2 separate regions of the Rattus norvegicus genome follow, and region 2 is linked to region 1. Evidence: chromatin contacts called from public Hi-C data. All regions are on one chromosome and are shown on one strand. Each heading gives the region's core, a stretch centred on a gene start, on an enhancer-like site or on the middle of the called end of the contact. The rest is flanking DNA. Distances are from core to core; before and after follow the strand shown.

Region 1 (5,015 bases), core at 1,512-4,011:
AGCAAAGACCTTCGTGTCTTCTTTCTTTTCAAAGGTTGTGCCTGGGCTGGAGAGGTGACTCAGTGGTTAAGAGCACTGACTGCTCTTCCAGAGGTCCTGAGTTCAATTCCCAGCAACCACAAGGTGGCTCACAATGGGATCTGATGCCCTCTTCTGGTGCCATTGTTCTCATATATATAAAATAAATAGATTTTAAAAAAGAAAATCAAACTTATCAACAATTCAGATGGAGGCTTCTTTAATTTAGATTTATTTTATGTGGCTGAGTGTTTTGCTTGCATATGTGTACTGCACCATGAGTGTCACCAGAGGTCAGAAGTGGGTGTCGGGTCCCCTGGAACCAAAGTTACGGATGGTTATGAACTACCATGTGGGTGCTCAGAACCCAACCCAATCCTCTGCAAGCATAACACGGGCTTTTAACCACTCAGCCGTCTCTCCAGCATCCCCAAATCTGTTTTATTTGTGGATCACTCTGGTGCATTTGCCTGAGAGTAGAATGGAACTCACTCCCGAGCCCTGCAACTGAGTTATCCAAACAGGATCCAAACAGTGGTTAAGAGCACTGTCTGTTCTTCCAGGGGTCCTGAGTTCAAGTCCCAGCAACCACATGGTGGCTCGCAACCATCTGTAATGAGATCTGATGCCCCCTTCTGGTGTGTGTGAAGACAGTAACCGTGAATTCACATACATTAAATTAATAATAATAATAATAATAATAATAATAATAAATAAAGCAGTGCCATGCATCATTACATAAACCATTGAATAAAGGTCCGTGGACAGGGTGTTTCACAGAATTGTGAAATCTATGGCATCCATTGACCTCTTGAAATTAATGTTTTCCACGTGAAGATGAAGCCCCGGCGTCGCTGTTGTAGCTCTTTAAAAGCATATGTTTTTCTAGTTGAAAAGACTGCTGGACACACTGATGACTCGATAGCCAGGGCCAACAACCGAAGCCAGCTGTGTCTCTCTCCCGAAGTCTCTTCCCCTCCCGAAGAATAAATGTCTTCAGTCACACAAAACCCAGAAACTAACTTCAACATCCATCGTGAACTATTCAGAGAAACTTTGCTGAATCCGTACGGTGGTACGCTGCAAAATCACGGGAGAGATTTTTCTAATGGCAGTGAGAAGGCATGAGAGCCTGCCTGCGACACAGTATGACAGAGAGAGAACAGGCACCGGGGAGCAGATTCCACCCCAGTCGCTCTTACCCTGTGAATGGCCTCGTGGTAGATACTAAATATTAACTTTTACTTTCATGTTCAAGAAATGGGTAACAATTACTTGCCCTGAGATTTTCGGTGGTAAAGCGTGACTCAGTCCCAGGGGCAATAGGGGAAAGATCTCTGACCAGCAAAGCCCAGAGGGCCTATACACTGGCTCGCACAAAGGGCGTCGTCCCAAGGGACCCTGCAAAGGGCTGCCTACCAGGCTGTTTCTGGAGTCTTCCCAGGCTCCCATCAGCCACATGCTTCCAATATTATTGTCTTGGCCCTCTTCTGCCAGATGCCACTCACAGAAACTGAGGTAAACAGACTCTAAAAATACATGTTCTTCTCCAGGCCCAAGGGAAAAGAGCATGAGGGAAACAGAGTGGTGCCGTTGATAACCTGAGCACAGCGGCTGAGGTGGACACCCACTGTCGGTGGGGGAAAGACTCCACCCCAGGACCCAGTTCTCATCATGTTTAAACTTCCCTGACTCCCTGCAAGGAACCAGTTAAGACACCTGGGGTAGAGAAACTGAATGCACAGAAAAAGTGTACGAACCAGCACATATGTCCCACCAGCCGGCAGACAAGCTTCTCCTGAGGACTTTTCAGGGGTAGAGAAAACGCTTAATGGTATATAGTAACTAGAGAGATACCATGAGTGTCTTTATGGGCAAAACAATTACTTAAACTTACACTGCAAATTTGTACAGGTGAAATATTAAGGTTCCCCATTGGCTGTTTAGAGCAGATGTTCCGTTTGCTCATACGAGGTCCGTAATACATCAGGTAATGAATTAAAAGCTTTTCACACAAGCATTCCCATGTCTACAAAACAGACGGCGTGCCTCGACTTTAGGAGAGAAGTTAGAGCTGTGTGCACACTCCTTCCTTTTACTCTAAGAAAGGCTTGTTGGGGGTGGGCGTGTGTACATGTAGGTCATTATGCAGTTGGGAACTCAGAGTGGGCACGCACTTCTCCAAGAAGCAGAGGAAGTCCTTATTGCTACTTCTTACATCTTCCAAGTGCCTTGTAGTCACATCTTCCGTTCACTTTAACTAAAAAATATCACCTCAAGCCCTCCCTTCATTGCTCCCACAGGCTAGAGAGGCACGGAAGAGTCCAAAGCATTTTACAAGAACCACTGTCCACAACAGACAAGCCAAACACAGGGGAACAATGAGCAATTCTGATGGAAAAAGAAAAAACACGACACCTAGCTTACGTATAAAAAGAAACACGGGGCTGGGGATTTAGCTCAGTGGTAGAGCACTTGCCTAGCAATCGCAAGGCCCTGGGTTCGGTCCCCAGCTCCGGGGGGTAAAAAAAAAAAAGAAGCACATAAAACACCGCCATTGTCACCTTTAACAGGTGCAGATCATTCAACGTGAGCAGATGGCAGATCTTGCAATTTTCTCCACGGTCAACAAAGTCCGAGGAGATGTTTCATAAACAGCATTTCAAAAGCCTGTATGACTCACTGAAAGGGAGAATTGTTTCTTTTGTGCAGTTCCCTTTCACATACATGGCTTGACAGAGCAGAGACAAATACTTTAAAGACCACATGGGTCATAAATAATATCAGAGACTACTCTTCCAGCTCGCTGCACAGCCCTCAAGGATTCCGATAGGATGTGGTCGAGCGTTTAGCCACCGAGCACATGGGGAGCCAGGTGATTTGTATTGTTCCTTCCAGCTTGTCCCGTGACTTATGTCAATGGAATTTTTCAAGGAAGAGTTTTTTCCAGGGTTGGTGCTCACGCTGTATCAAAGGACATGGCGTTCTTCATAAGGTGTTTTCCCTGGCCATAGAGGCATGGCAAAGAGTTTGCTTGCCAAGTACCCGCCTAAGAGCCAACTATGGGAGTAGACAAAGCAGTCGTAGATACACAGACGATGCACAGTGATGGCTAGCTGGCTAGATTACAGATAATAGACAGTTGGTAGAAATTGATAGATGATAGGTTATTGATGTCATTAACGTTAATGATAGAGGATTAACGGATTACAGATGACAGGTAGATGATAGATAACTGATGACAGGTAGACAGGTAATATATAGATGACTGGGAGAAAGACAGTCAGACTGATGGGTGGCAGATGATGTATTGTGTTCGTGTGTATGTGTGTGTGTGTGTGTGTGTGTGTGTGTGTGTGTGTGTGTGTGTGTGTTCTTGGCTGTACTGTTCACTGCCTCCCAGAGCGTCTATCCATTCTACCTTGTGAGAAAGGCCTTCCCGGATAGAAGACCTTTACCTTGTCTTCTGTGGGATCCGAGGACAGACAAGGCCACGCTCAGACACACCCACCGGACTCTGAATCCCCCTGTGAGCATTATCACCCTGCTTTGATGGTTGTAGCTTTGTAGTGAGTTCTGTAACCTGGAGGTGTGCTCCCTGACTTTGTTTTTCTTTTCTGAGATTCTCTGCGTTGTTCTAGTTGTTTGTTTATAGCTCGAGTGGCCGCATGAACAGCATTGAGTGTTCAGATCAAGTGCCTCTCCGTTCATTTGGCCTCTCTTACCAAGAACGCGTATTTTCCAGAGTATATGCTTCACATATCTTCATCCATTCCTCGGTCTTTTGGTCCTTTGGAAATGATTGTAAATGGAGTTTCTTTCACAATTCCATTATATCAATCCTTGATAGGATGAAGAAATGCTGTTGACCTTTGTACATGGTTCTTGTCTTCTGCCGCCTTGCTAATCTGGTCCCTGAGATTTTAAATCTGGGGTGATGGTAAGGTGCAGTCGTGCTGAGAACCCTGTGTCCTGCACCATCTGACCCCGCCCCCACCCCGCGCCCACCCTAAGTATCACTCTGGGAGATGCAGTTATGCCTGTCACTGCCCTGTGTGTGGCTTGGCCATGGTAACTGAAATGAACCTCAGAGAGAGGCGTCCTCTCCATCGCTATCCACCATGGAAATAAGCATGAGCCAGTTCCAGGCAAAGGGGGGAAGGAAGCTTAAAGGGGAAACTACATATACAACACTGAAGCGCTTTTAATTTAAATAGCCTTAAATACTTTAAAGAGGTTCTGCTTACTTTTTCTGGAAAGGGGGTACCGAGGTCCACCTCGGAAGTCTGAACAGTCAATGTGGTAAACTAAATCTGGGCTCCACTCAGAAGTGTGTCTGGTTCCCACTGATGGCGAACAATCAGATGCTTCATCTCAAGCGATCACAAAATACCTACATCTAGAGACGAGGATAACTGCTCCAACCCTCACTACAAGCGATGAGAAACTGGAAGAACACTCCCCCAGAGCGAACGCCTCTCACGGTGGATTCCTGTTTCCCACACAGGTGACTCAAGAACTCTCCCGGGGACCTCAGGGGCTTTCCTTCTGCCCCATCGGGGCTTAATCTCTTACCGAATCCTACTCTAGTCCAAAGATAGCAAGCTCAGCTGCTACCTTTGACATACAGAAAACTCTCATGGCTCACGGAGAGAAAAAACTAAAGGGCTTGCCAAGTTTACATCTTTCCATTTCCCCCAAGTAAGCATTACCCTCGGAGCCCCAGCCCTCGGCTGGCACAGGAGCACCAGCACAGACCTGGCACAGGCAGTGGGAGTGAGCAGTGCCCCCTATTCCACAGGGCTATGCTCTCCTGTCTCCTCCTCCCCTGTCCTCCTCTCATCAGAGTCCTGACCTAAACTCTTACGCAGGGCCTCTCAGCCTCTCAGATGTGAACGTGGTCTCAGTAATAAGAAGGGAAACAGAACTCAAATTGATAAAGGTTCAGAAAAACCTCCTCAGCCATGATGAAATAGGATACAACCATTCAGGGTCCC
Region 2 (5,015 bases), core at 1,320-3,819, 72 kb after region 1:
GGCAGGGAGGCAGGACAAAGTGACATCAGTAACCAAGTGCAAACTCAGAACCACAGATGTGCTTGAAAAAGCAATGGCCATTCACATCAAAAAATGAGTCCCTATTTTGAGAACCCTGTCCTCACAGACTGCGGCTGATCGTCTGCAGCTGCGGAATGGAGTGCGCTTACGCAACACTCAGACCCACTGATGGGTCTTTGGCAACGACTTTGCCAGTTTCAAGGCTTTGTGTTCACATAAAAAGGGGGAACAGATCCGGACATGTTTGCGGCGAAATTGGGAGAAATGTATACATAAGCAGTTGGCTGCTTCCGCTGTCGTAAGCACATTATCAGATTTTCATCTTGACATTGGTTAACTCCAGCAATGACCTGAGGCCTCTCCTCAGACTCACAAACCACGATGTTTTTGGAGGTTGGGTCTATTGAAGATGAAACACCTGACGGTGTTATAAATCTTACTGTGACTCCAGTTTAACCGTTCAACTTATCTTCGAGTTTATCTTATTTAATTATGTGTTCGTGTGGGCCGTAGGGATCTGACATGCTGCCTCTCCAGTGTTGGGATTAAATTCCTAGAACTCAGACTATCATTAGGTCAACCGTATGACGTAAAGACTTAAATGCCGTTTAAGCTTCAGGTTTGGAACTGTTTTTGAGAAAACCCATGAACTTGGCCCTGTTACAAATACAACAAGGATTTCTGAGCAAAGGGTGCTCACCAAGCGGCAAGACTGTTTATTGATGGGTTCAAGGTGCAGGTGAACAGCAAGAAACACAGGTCCGCTGTGCGCTCCAGCGTTGAAAGATATTTGCACACATAACCCATGTGATGCAAACACATACACACACTATACCTGCTTGTCTGTTTCAGAAATACGCTGCTGTTCCTTGACCATTCACAGCCCTGTCTGCAACTGTGCGCCCCCACCTCGGAGTCAGGTGGATGAGCAGTTGGTTCTAGGAGTCAAGCAAGGCGAGCAGAGCATTTTCCTCTATGTATCACATGGCAAGTTAACAATCTGGTGAGGAATTTCTCACCTAGTTTTCACTCACCAACCTCCCAATCCTCCCAGTCCCCTCCCACACAAAAATGATAAACATTCCCAGATCCATCCTGGGTGGATCTTCAGAAGTTTTAGAAATAGCAGGGGCTTCCTCCGATGCACACCCCGAGGCTTCCTCGGATGCCCGCTCTGCAGTGCTGTCGGTGAAAGACCAGGTCGACAGTTACTTATGCCAGATAAGTGTGGGTCTGTGCAGGGGAGGGCTAGCCTAGCGCAAAGTCTGGGGAGAGCAGCACAGATCAAGAGGATGTGAGACTTCCTAGCGGGATGTAGACTCTGCTGTCCAAAGGCCTTCTGAGGGACGAGCCACTTGTTTTAGGTTTGGGAAAGATAGCTATTGCTCTCAACTGCCTTTTAAAGTGAAGAACCAGCTTTCAAAACTCTCCAGTGAGTGAGCCAGACTGTTCTCACATTATAAAATGCTGTGCGGGCTGAATGAAGGCAACTTGGAGAGGGGAGGGATATAGACCCAAGTAGATACAAGTGTGTCACAAAATGGAGAGGAAAGTCAGCTAGGAAAGGGGCTAGTGTACCATAATCCAGGCATAATGGAGCATTTATTTTTGGTATAAACCTTGTATAGTTAGTTACATATTGTTACTATTCACTGAAACACTTCGGCAAGGAGGAAGTGATAGCTCCGGTAACAGAAGTGAGCTGTTCTAGGAAGGTTCAACACCAGAGAGCCACTGCCGGTAAAGGATGTGTCTCAAGCTGTGAGGAAATGGGAGATCTGGAGGCTGGGGAAATGGCTTGGAGGTTAAGAACACTTGCTGCTCTCACAGAGGACTGGAGTTTGGGTCCAAGCACTCATGTCAGAAAACTAGTAACCGCTCAGAACTCCAGTTCCAGGGGATCTAATGCCCTCTCCTGGCCTCCCTCCCCAGGCACCTCCAAACTTGTGTGCATGCGCAAATACAGTCATATCGATAGAAGTCAAATAAACCGTTAAAACCGGAAATGATGACTGAGTGCACTAACATTTAACCTGATTTAGATTGTAATATAAACACTCATTAAACAGCCATATAGTACCCCGATTGTTACATACAATGTTTATGATGTGTATTAGCAAAATAGCCTAGTTCTGATTTTCTCTGGTCTTCGTTTTCTTCCTTGAACACTTGAACATGGCTTCCTTAGCTCGGACGCTGCTTCATGGCCAGAAGTTATTATATTACTTTGAAGAGATGAATAAGCTACAAAGTCGAGCTCGGATATGAGAAGGGGGAAGGGAGTAGGTGTTATCTCATTGGCTCTCTCATTCGTCCCGTCGTGGGTGTGAGCATGCTAACTATAGACTGTGGAGGTGGTTAAGAAAATAAACAGAACTCTAGGTAGAGTAATCAAAAAAAAAAAAAAAAAAAAGCCTGCCTGAAAGAATAGTGAAAGTTAAACTACAGAATTAAAGCTGACGGACGGACAGCCGACCCCATGAAGAAGAGGGAGGGAGAGGCTGCCCCTGTGCATGCTCGCATGCCTGGCAGCTTAGTGGCTCCAAACTCCCTGCTGTGACTAGTGGCTGGGACTTGGAAAGAGGTGGGGTGGAACCATGGGGAAGGGAATTAGAGAGATAAGCAAGAATCAATTCCTTCCAGAGTGCAAGAGCCCATGGTAAGGGACTGCAGTTTAATTTCAAGACGCGGCTTAAAGAAAATGTAATGTGCAGCGAGAAGTCATCCGATTTACAGTTTAAGCTGACCGCTCTCGCTGCGTAGAGGCAGAGGGTAATCGGGTCCTCTCTGACTTCATTGTCCTTGTCACCAAGACCTTCTTCTCTTGTAACTTGCAGCCCTGGAGTTGCTGACCCTGACAATCCCTGTGGCCTTAGATCCTGACAACACCGAATCCAGCTGGGTGGGAGGTGTCTGTTAACACTCTTTCAAGCCCACCCAAATCCCTGCATCTTCACCACTTGAACCAGTCTGAGCCAGCACCCTGATTTTCTGAAGGCCTGGCCACATAGGCCCAACACATTCATTTTCTGTCCTAAAGCTCCAATCATTGGGAGGGCCAATTCCTATCCTCCTAAAACAGCCACCTCCTAACCTCCTAGTTCAAACTTGGCATATTGTACGGTACCGATGCTGGGTGTGTCCTGGTGTTTCCTTTGCAAATGATTTAAATTCTTGGAATCATAAAATACCCCATGTCCGAGCCAGGCATGGCGGCGCATACCTCTAGTTCTGACACTCTGGAGCCAGAGGCAGACGGATCTCCGTGAGTTTGAGGCCAGCCTGGTCTACAATCGTGAATTCCATGACAGCCAGGCTTAGAGCTTAGAGCTCCTGTTTCAAAAGCCTTATATCGTAAGGAGTGTTCTGATTCAATTTGCAGGGTTCTATGATGAGGGAGTGGGCTTGGTATAGTGAGACTCCATTGTTACTGAGGGTGAGAGGCAGCAAATCAGGGTAATGGCGGTGGATGTGTCTGTCCCCAGACTCCAGGGGTGGAAGGCTTGGTCCTCAGTGTAGTGCTGGGGCGGGGGATGCTTTAAGAGACAGGGCAGAGCAGGTCTTAGGTCACGGGAAACTGCAATGACAGGCCACTGCGAGCTATCCAGGCTCCCTCTCCACTCTGCTTTGTTGTTGGCTAGGAAACGTTTGGCCATGGGTTCCTGATATGACGCATGACCTCAGCACAAGCCCAAAAGCCATGGACTGAAACCATGAGCCCAAATAAACCTTGTTTCTACCTAAGTTTTCACTTCAGGGATGTGTTACAGTGGCAAAAAGTTAACCACCCCGAGGACCAGGCACAGAGCTCCCTGGCTCCCTGTTCAGAGCTCTCTGCATGTTCCAAAGCTATTTTTAAAAAACATCTGTGGAGACAGGGCAGTTCTTTGCAAGCCCCGTCTATACATGTCACCTCAGAGTCATGCCGACCCCACAGATTACAGGAACTGAAGTAGGAAAGAGGGAATGCTGGGAGATGATTGGTCCAGGACTCAGGACTCAGGTCCTGTAGCTCTAAGGCCTGTGAAAACGTCCCACCATCAGATGAAGTGAGCCTGGGAGTCCCAAGGCTAGAGGTTCCTGCTTGCTATTAGAGGGTTACTCCTGTGTGCGTGTCTGTCTTCGGTTTCTTCTGAAGAGCATACATCTTCTCAGTGTAATTAAGGAGAGACTTAGTCAAATGCTGACGGCTTACTGGAATCATTAGGAAAGAATTGTAAAGAAAAGAGATAGAGGGACGGGAGAAAAGCCTGTCAGAGCCTACGAGCACTGACTGCTCCTCCAGACGACCCGGTTTGAGTTCCCAGCACCCACATGGATGCTCACAATTGTCTGTGACTCCAATTCCAGGGGATTCTGTACCTTTTCCTGACCTCCATATGCACCAGGAATTCAGAGGGTGAGCAGACATCCAGGCAGGTAAAACCCCCTACACACATAAAGTAAATCTTTAAAAAAAAAAAAAAAGAAAAGAGGGGGTTGGGGATTTAGCTCAGCAGTAGAGCACTTGCCTAGCAAGCGCAAGGCCCAGCTCCGAAAAAAAGAAAAAAAAAAAGAAAAGAAAAGAAAAGAGATACAACTTCACCGAGTTTATGTTTTGGCCAATGGTCAAAGAGGTGGGTGTGGACCCTAAGCTTTTAAAGCAAATACCATTTCCTGGAAGGTGCTTTCTAAAATTGTTTTGTGGTGTCAACCAGTAATCCCAAGAGACTGGGAAAGGAAGACAGCAAGATTAAGCTTTGCCCGGGCTGCAGGGCGAGTAAAACACTGGTCTGGACAACTTAACAAGACCTTGCCTCCAAACTATAAAGTGTTTTGTGTGGGTTGGAGTGATGTGCTATGAATATGGCTGGAATATGTGTTAGAGCACTCACCTAGCATGTGCAAGGCCCTGGTGCCCCCCCCCCACACACACACACACATACAGACACACACATAATACACACACATATACACACAGACATACATACACACAGACACACACACATACAGAC

Evidence for each region. A called contact is a pair of places that touch in the nucleus more often than the background predicts.
Region 2: a contact with region 1 is called in a Hi-C map of the A7r5 cell line, with 2.4 times the contacts expected there. The contact joins two enhancer-like sites. A contact is called at or near these places in 4 of 12 Hi-C or Micro-C datasets (the A7r5 cell line, Schwann cells, hepatocytes and 1 more).

The regions. Positions count from the first base shown.
Region 1 is chr17:17,666,755-17,671,769 of GRCr8, forward strand. All of the region lies in intron 2 of Rnf144b (ring finger protein 144B), which reads right to left. Among named protein-coding and RNA genes, the nearest start is that of Rnf144b, 100 kb to the right of the region's middle. Within about 2 kb of position 2,762, at least 8 of the 93 cell types and tissues checked have an H3K27ac peak or open chromatin away from gene starts, as enhancers often do. A contact at or near this core is called in the A7r5 cell line, where this site is marked.
Region 2 is chr17:17,739,157-17,744,171 of GRCr8, forward strand. The region is part of intron 1 of Rnf144b (ring finger protein 144B); the gene reads right to left. Among named protein-coding and RNA genes, the nearest start is that of Rnf144b, 27 kb to the right of the region's middle. Within about 2 kb of position 2,570, at least 2 of the 93 cell types and tissues checked have an H3K27ac peak or open chromatin away from gene starts, as enhancers often do. A contact at or near this core is called in the A7r5 cell line, where this site is marked.